2 separate regions of the Mus musculus genome follow, and region 2 is linked to region 1. Evidence: chromatin contacts called from public promoter capture Hi-C data. All regions are on one chromosome and are shown on one strand. The core of a region is the stretch at or near the end of the contact, and the rest is flanking DNA. Distances in the headings are between cores, read along the strand shown. Region 1 has its middle 13 kb from the start of Gm52793. Region 2 overlaps Fscn1 (fascin actin-bundling protein 1).

Region 1 (3,903 bases), core at 858-3,357:
AGATAGATGAATGGTCAGATGAACAGACAGATGGATGGGTGCATGCATGCATGGATACACAGATGCATGGATGGATGGATAGATAGATGGATGGTCAGGCAGACAGAAAGATGCATGGGTACATGGATGGATGGATGGATAGATACATGGATCCATGGACAGATGGATGGATGGATGGATGGATGGATGGATGGATGGATGGTCAGGTAGTCAGATGGAAGGATGCATCCATGCATGGATGGATGGGTGGATGCATGGGTGCATGGATGGACAAACGGATAGATGGATGGTCATACAAAAAGATAGATGCATGGGTACATGGATGGATGATGGATGGATGGATACATCCATGGATGAATGGATACATGGATGCATGGACAGATGGACAGATGGATGAATGGTCAGATGAACAGACAGATGGATGGGTACATGGATACATCGATGGATGGATGGATACACAGATGCATGGATGGATGGATGGATGGATGGATGGATGGATGGAGAGACACATGAATCCATGGACAGATGTATGGATGGTCAGGTAAACAGATGAACGGATGCATGCATGTATGAATGGGGGTGGATGGATGTACAAATGGATAGATGGATAGTCAGAAAAAAAGATAGATGCATGGGTACATGGATGGATGGTGGATGGATAGACAGACAGATAGATGCACGGATGGATAAATGGATGGATGCATGGATGAGTAAGTGGGTTGATGGGTAGATAGGTGAGTGGGTCAGTGGATAGATGGACAGGTTAATGGATAGATGGTTAATTAAGTAGACCGATGGATGGGTAGATGTATGGAATCTGTCATACTATGTCCTGCCTCTCTGCTAGAGCCTGGGCACTGCAGGCATGCTGCTCAGGGGAGGCAGAATGAAGTCCAAAAGGGGTTCACAGTCCATGTCTTCCTTTGCCAGGCCAGAAAGGGAAACAGCAGAGTCTGGAATGAATGCTGTGGCTCCTGGTCTCAGATAGATGAATGGTCAGATGAACAGACAGATGGATGGGTGCATGCATGGATGGATGGATAGATACATGGATCCATGGACAGATGGATGGATGGATGGTCTCCTGGTCTCCTCTCTGGGTACCCAGGCGCCAAAGGTGTAATCTGTGAGTCAGGAATGAGGGTCTGCTGTCTGCACTTCTCCTTGGTGTGTGTGTGTGTGTGTGTGTGTGTGTGTGTGTGTGTGTGTGTGTGTGTGTCTGAGTCCTGGACAGGGAGGGAATGCAGAATCTGGAACAGGCAGAACCAGTTTGATTGGGAGCACTGGGCCAGGGAGTACCTGAGGGGCTGGAGGACAGAAGGCCATCCCTGAGGCGATCCTAAATGCAGCAGCTCTTGCTTGCGCATATGGCTTTATTTGGTGGTGGATGTGAATGCAAACCCTTTATTCAGAGCAAACCTTTCGCAGGAATACCTAGGAAGGGAAGGTCATTGGCTGAAGGCTCGGGGCTATCTGGATACCTCATTAGCATGGAGAAGAACTCCAGATGTTGTGTGCTCTCTGACCCAGAGGCCATGGTCCTCAGTGGGGTGTCATGGTTACAGGTTTCAGAGCAAGTATACAGACAGGTCCACTCCAACTGGTCTCAGATCTCTGAGATTCCTGGGGTCTGAGCTCACCCAGCCTTGCCAGTTCTTATGTCTGTCTGGGAACACAGTTCCACATGCCCGACAGATATTTAGTAGGTAGGGAGACAGATGGGGGAATGAAAGGATAGATGGACAGTGGATAGATGAACGGATTGATAGATGGGTGGTTTGGTGGGTGGACAGATGGATGGATAGATGATGAACGGACATATAGGCAACAGAATGGATAGATAGGCAGACAATGGGGAGGTGTGCTGTCTCCACCTTCGAAAGTGCTAGAATAATAGCCCTGCACTCTGCCTATTTTATACGATACTGTAGATCAACAAGTATCAACCCTTCCCAGTGGCTGGGGCTCGGGGGTGGGGACACATCCTCCCAAAGCTTTGCACTTAGGTTCCAGGAAAAGGCAGAAGTTGGTTCTTACAGTGAGAAGCCAGGCCCTTCCTGCTCCTGATTAAGCCCCAGGGACCATAGCAACCACCAAACAAGACGTGCATTCCCCTAGAAAGTTCAGGGACGGAGTAGAAGCTGCTGTTGTGATCCAAATACCACTTACTGTGTGGTTGCTTCACTTTTTGGCATGGCTAAGAATTCATTTAAGAACAGTGTGGGCCTCATGGGGACTGAGAAAGACCTCACACTGAGGCCCCAAGCCAGAAACTTGCCAGACTCTCAGGGAGATGAATAGGGTTGAGAGACCCTAGTATCCGGTGAGTGTTCTGGTCTCTCCAGCCCATGATGACTGAGAACCAAAAAAGCGTGAGTCCTAGATTCAGAGCTCAGAGTTCAGGGGGCCACATCAGGAGGTCCATGCGGGCCAGAAGAAGGCAGATCTGGCTCTGTGTGGACTGATGGTGAGGTTAAGATGAAGCCTCCCTGTGCCCGGCCTACCAGGGTAAATAGCTTCCTACTAGAGATACTTGGAGCCCTGAAAAACAAGAGCAGCCATGAGCTGGGTGTGTGGTGAAGGGTGGTGCACAGCCTTTAATCCCAGCACTTGGGAGGCAGAGGCAGGTGGATTTCTTGAGTTTCAGGCCAGCCTGGTCTACAGAGTGAGTTCCAGGACAGCCAGGGCTACACAGAGAAACCCTGTCTCAGAAAAGCCAACCAACCAATCAAAACAAAGCCAAGAACAGTCCCTGTGTTACACCCTGCTCCAGGCCAGCCTTAGTCACAATTTCACAAAGAGAACAAACCCCATGACTCATCCAGACCACCTGGAGCCCTGTTAATTCTCCACAGCAGGGAAAGGGATACTTCCCTTCCTCTTTGTTGTCCTGGGCTGTGCGCACGCTGATGGCTGATGGTAGGTCGCTCCTGTCCACAGCAGACAGTTTTACCTGTAGCAGTCTGGGATGATCGCTCTTAGTGCTTAGAAGAGACCTGGGGGGAGAGGGGCCTCAGCGCCCCCCACCATCTTTATGGTTCCTCTGGATTCTGCGGACTTTGGTGACACCTGCTGGCCACTTGCCCTGTCTCTATAGCGACCACAGCAGAGGCTCCCAGCACCTCCATGAAGCTGATATGGGGAAGGGTCACCTAGGTGATTGGTGGCAGACAGGGTGAAGGGTCACAGCTTCTTGGGTCTGTCCCCTGCTGTCTTGATCCTCTATTACAAAAATCAGGAAAGTACAGGGGGGCTCCGTTGATAACCTGCTTACTTAGCACGCACACTTTCTGGATTGGGTCCCCATAAGCCATGCACAGTGCTGCATACCCATAACCCCCCCCCAACTTGGGAAGTAGAGGCAAGAGAATTAGAAATTCCAGGTTTGGCTGGTGAGATGGCTCAGGGGTAAGAGCACTGACTTCTCTTACGAAGGTCCTGAGTTCAATTCCCAGCAAAAACATGGTGGCTCACAACCACCCATAATGGGATCTGACTCCCTCTTCTTGTGCCTTTGGAGTCAGCTACAGTGTACTTATTTGTTTTTTGTTTGTTTATTTTTCGAGACAGGGTTTCTCTGTAGAGCCCTGGCTGTCCTGGAACTCACTCTGTAGACCAGGCTGGCCTCAAACTCAGAAATCCACCTGCCTCTGCCTCCCGAGTGCTGGGATTAAAGGCGTGCGCCACCATGCCCGGCTTACAGTGTACTTATGTATAATAATAAATAAATCTTTGGGCCAGAGCGAGCGGGGTTGATCAGAGAGAGCCAAGGTCCTAGAATTCAATTCCCAACAAGCACATGAAGGCTCACAGCCATATGTACAGCTACAGTGTACTCACATACATTAAATAAATAAATAAATCTTGAAAAACAAACAAAAAACGAAAACCAAAAAGTTTCCT
Region 2 (3,903 bases), core at 712-3,211, 120 kb after region 1:
TTCGCACCCCGGCTGGCAGGCGGCGTGGCGCGGGTGGCTGCGCGCCAGGCGCCCTCCCTGCCCTCCTATGCACGCCTTGCGGTCCGGCACTCGGCGGAGTGTCCCTCCAAAAGCCTCTACTCTCGAGTGAACCGGTCCCCAAGGCCTCTCTGGCTGGGAACAACCGTTTGCAGCTCTATTTGTCCCCATCCAGGGCCTCCAGCAGGCTGGCAGGCCATTTCCGACCGGCATGGGCATGGTACAAGTAGGCGCCTCCTTTCTGGCGTACCCCCGACTCTTCAAAGGGTCTTTGCTGCCTGCTGGTAGGGGCTTGTGAGATCTCGCTTCCTTGGTTGGGAAACTGAACCCCAGGCTTTGGAGATAGCTGGATGGGAGCCAGTCTGTGGGGAGGAAGACCCCCCTCCCCCAATGCAGAGGGCAAAGCCTTGGGTGGGGCCTGCTTGAGTTTGGCTGAATAACGCTCAGAAAAGTGCGACCATTTGCTTACTGTTACACAGTAAGTCAGCACCATGCTGAACTGGGTGTACTTGATGCCAGAATGTTCTCTCATTATACACACACACACACACACACACACACACACACACACACACCAATGAACCATGGCCTCTCTTGTTTCACAGTGCTGGGCGAGGGGGTCAGAGTTCCCACCTGTTTAGCAAACATTGAGATACGAGCTGCGGTAAACGTCTCTTGGGAATGTGACTGGTATGTAAAGCAGAAGATTGGGGGTACAGGATCGGGGTAGTAGATTATAAAGATCTGGGGTCCCTTCTGAGGACCCAGGAGCTGCCCCAGGAGAGTGAATAGAAATGAGCATGCACCAAGTTTATGGACTGGTTTTGCAGGCAGGGGCCTCAGCAAAGGCCCGGAGGCAGGGAGTTGCAAATAGAGAAGCCCTGCATAGCTAGGAGGAAGGCTGGGATTGGAGGGAATCCTGCAGATGACGAGTACTCCAGAGCCTAGAGAGACCAGCTCTCTGCTTACAGAGCTGTGGCCGAGGCTTGTGCCCTGGGGAAGGTTAGGCAAGGCACAGGTGACTTGGGCCCTTGGGGCCTGAAAGGAGCTAGAGGGTGTGTTTTGCGAGCCTGGACAGGTACCCTTTTCTGAGGGTGCCATGATTGTGCATGATTCACACTGATGCGGCAGGAGGGGGCGGGAATTGAAGGGGTGAGAATCTGATGGGAACTTGGGGTCACACACAGTCAGACCTCTTCTGCCCTCCTATGTCTGGGTCCAAGTCTCATTCCCAAGTCAGCCAACTCCTCCCCCGGCTTTTTGAGGGTGAGCTGTTGGGTGGGTGTGCCGGGGAGGCCATTTTGGGCAGGCTTGCGTGGCAGGGAGGCGGGGCTGGGCTTCGGGGAAACACGTGTTGAACTGCTAGCCAGGAGTAGGGAGAGGGAAGGCTCAATCTGGTCTGGGGTTGTGAATCTTCCATGCAGATTTGCTGCTTCCGGCTTCCTGGCCTCAGTTTCCCCATCTGAAAGCACAGAGGTACATTGAGCCAGGATCTTCCTGGGAGGTGGAGATCCTATGAGAGTAGGATGGGGGGTAGTGGGTAGGGTCTTTTCCTCCTTGCTTCTCATGACCCTCCCAAGCCCCTGCTGGCTCAAGGAGACCCCGTGCTATGTCTCCCCACACTGCCCACCCTGGCTTACTTGTTGGGTTCTAATGCTTTCAAAGAATTTTGTCCCCATCATTTCTAGGGCGGCTGGCTAAGAATGAGTGACAGGTGAGGCTGGGCTTTGTAGGGTATCCTTTTGACGGCTTCCCTCTTGGGTCGAGGAATGGCTTAGTTTTGAGCACTGTACGACTTTGGGCGGTGAAGTCCTGGAGGGTTCTAAACTAAGCCGCCTTCTGGGTTGTGAGGATTGCTTATTTCGAACAACAACGCTAGGGAGTCTGGCAAACAGCTAAGCCCAGGAAGGGGGTTGCGGGTTAGAGGACCCTCTGAGTCACCGCAGAGACGCCTAGGAAGCTGGAAGACAGCCACGCCCCCTCCGTGGGCTCCTAGGAGCCAGTGACTCAGGTTTTCTGTGCTGCTGCTGCTGAAAAAAAAAAAAAATCCCACAGAAAACCTGTTACCATAGCAACGCAGCTCCAATATGATTCCAAGGCCAAGTGGGGCCTTTCCCCCTGGCTGAGCCTTAGAGGGCCCATTCTGGAAGGGGGCTAACTTCCCTTTCCGGCTGAGGTGGGAGGGCCCACCATCTCCTTGGCAACAGGCCCTCACGTCCTTTCACGGTCCCAACAGAATTGAGAGGCGATTCTTTTTGGCAAGGGAGGGAAACTGAGGCAGAGAGCGGAGAAGACATTCCCCGAAGGGTGCCTGGAGTCCACCTTTGGTGCCTTGGTGGCCTCTTTATTAAAAAGTGGTTGCACAGGCCCCTTTGTTCCAGTACCTGGAGATGAGACCCACATGGTGAGGCCCTTTTTGTTCTCTGTCTGGACGTCTCATTTTTCAGAGGTACTGGGAGGTTGAAGGTTGGTGTATGTCCACAGCACTGTGCTGTCTTGAACTCAGTGCGCATGACATCTTGGGCCAGGGCCTCTCCTTTGTGTGAGGGAAGCTAGCATGCTGGGAAACTCCGACTCCTTTAGTCCACCCACTTTAGTTGTAGTTTTTGTCTTGTAGCCCATCTGGCTTCCAACTCTCCATCCTCCTGCCTCAGTCTCCAGGGTGCGGCGATGACAGGCATAGGTCACCACAGGCTTCTGGCCTCCACTTGATGGTTGCCGGAGTGGCTGGGAGTGGCTTTTCTTTTCTTTTCTTTTCTTTTCTTTTCTTTTCTTTTCTTTTCTTTTCTTTTCTTTTCTTTTCTTTTCTTTCTTTCAGGCAGGGTTTCTCTGTGTAGTCCTGGCTGTTCTGGAACTATGTAGACCAGGCTGGCCTCAAGTGCTGGGATTAAAGGCGTGTGCCACCATCTCTTAGTGGGGTTTTTATTTGTGGGAATGTGGGGATAAAACCTGAGGCCTGGGCGGTGGTGGTGCACGCCTTTAATCCCAGCATTTGGGAGGCAGAGGCAGGCGGATTTCTGAGTTCGAAGCCAGCCAGGGCTACACAGAGAAACCCTGTCTCTAAAACCAAAAAAAAAAAACAAAAAACCCCAACAACCTGAGGCTTTGTGCAGGACACATGCTCTACCACTGAGCCACACCCCAGCCCCTCACTGGGGGATTCTAGGCAGGGGTTCTACCACTGAGCCACACCTCCAGCTCCTCACTGGGGGATTCTAGGCAGGGGCTCTACCACTGAGCCACGCCCCTAGCCCCTCACTGGGGGGTTCTAGGCAGGGGCTCTACCACTGAGCCACGCCCCTAGCCCCTCACTGGGGGGTTCTAGGCAGGGGCTCTACCACTGAGCCACGCCCCCAAAGCCAGTTTTTCTTTCTTTTTAAAAAAAAATACATTTTAAATCTAATTACCTTTATCAGTGTGTGTGTGTGTGTGTGTGTGTGTGTGTGTGTGTGTGTGTGTGAGAGAGAGAGAGAGAGAGAGAGAGAGAGAGAGAGAGAGAGGGAGAGAGGGAGAGAGAGAGAGAGAGAGAGAGAGATTGGGACTGACTGGTCCCAGTTCTGGCTTTCCCTGACTGTTCCATTCCCCGCAGTGGGCACGGTTAGATCAGGTGGGGTCACTTAGGCTCGCTAGCATTGGGTGTGGCTCTTTTCTGCCCAGTATGCTGTGCTAACTCAGCTGTCCCTGCACGTGGCAGGTCAATTACAGGTAGGCTGAGGGGACAGTGGGTGACACCCTGTATATGTGTAGCCAATTGTTCTCTTAATATTTAGCCATCCCTAGTGTGGGCCAGGGGCAGGAGAGCCATTTCTGCCTGAGAAGGTTGAACAGACTACAGCCCAGAGCTGTGGCCTTGGGGTGGCTGTCTAGCCTGGGATGGCCCTCCTA

The links. Capture Hi-C pulls out chosen DNA fragments and counts their contacts.
Region 2: a promoter capture Hi-C map of adipose tissue shows a contact between it and region 1. The contact joins two enhancer-like sites. A contact is called at or near these places in 16 of 484 Hi-C or Micro-C datasets (the C2C12 cell line, the MC38 cell line, the N1E-115 cell line and 8 more), 6 of 115 datasets of contacts at active chromatin or transcription factors (the SCID.adh cell line, double positive thymocytes, embryonic stem cells and 3 more) and 3 of 9 other capture datasets (adipose tissue, liver and pancreatic islet).

The regions. Positions count from the first base shown.
Region 1 is chr5:142,839,469-142,843,371 of GRCm38.p6, forward strand. No RefSeq gene overlaps it. Among named protein-coding and RNA genes, the nearest start is that of Gm52793, 13 kb to the right of the region's middle. Within about 2 kb of position 2,108, at least 85 of the 459 cell types and tissues checked have an H3K27ac peak or open chromatin away from gene starts, as enhancers often do. A contact at or near this core is called in the C2C12 cell line, the MC38 cell line, the N1E-115 cell line and 3 more, where this site is marked.
Region 2 is chr5:142,962,275-142,966,177 of GRCm38.p6, forward strand. The region is part of intron 1 of Fscn1 (fascin actin-bundling protein 1); the gene reads left to right. Among named protein-coding and RNA genes, the nearest start is that of Fscn1, 3.9 kb to the left of the region's middle. Within about 2 kb of position 1,962, at least 148 of the 459 cell types and tissues checked have an H3K27ac peak or open chromatin away from gene starts, as enhancers often do. A contact at or near this core is called in the C2C12 cell line, the MC38 cell line, the N1E-115 cell line and 3 more, where this site is marked.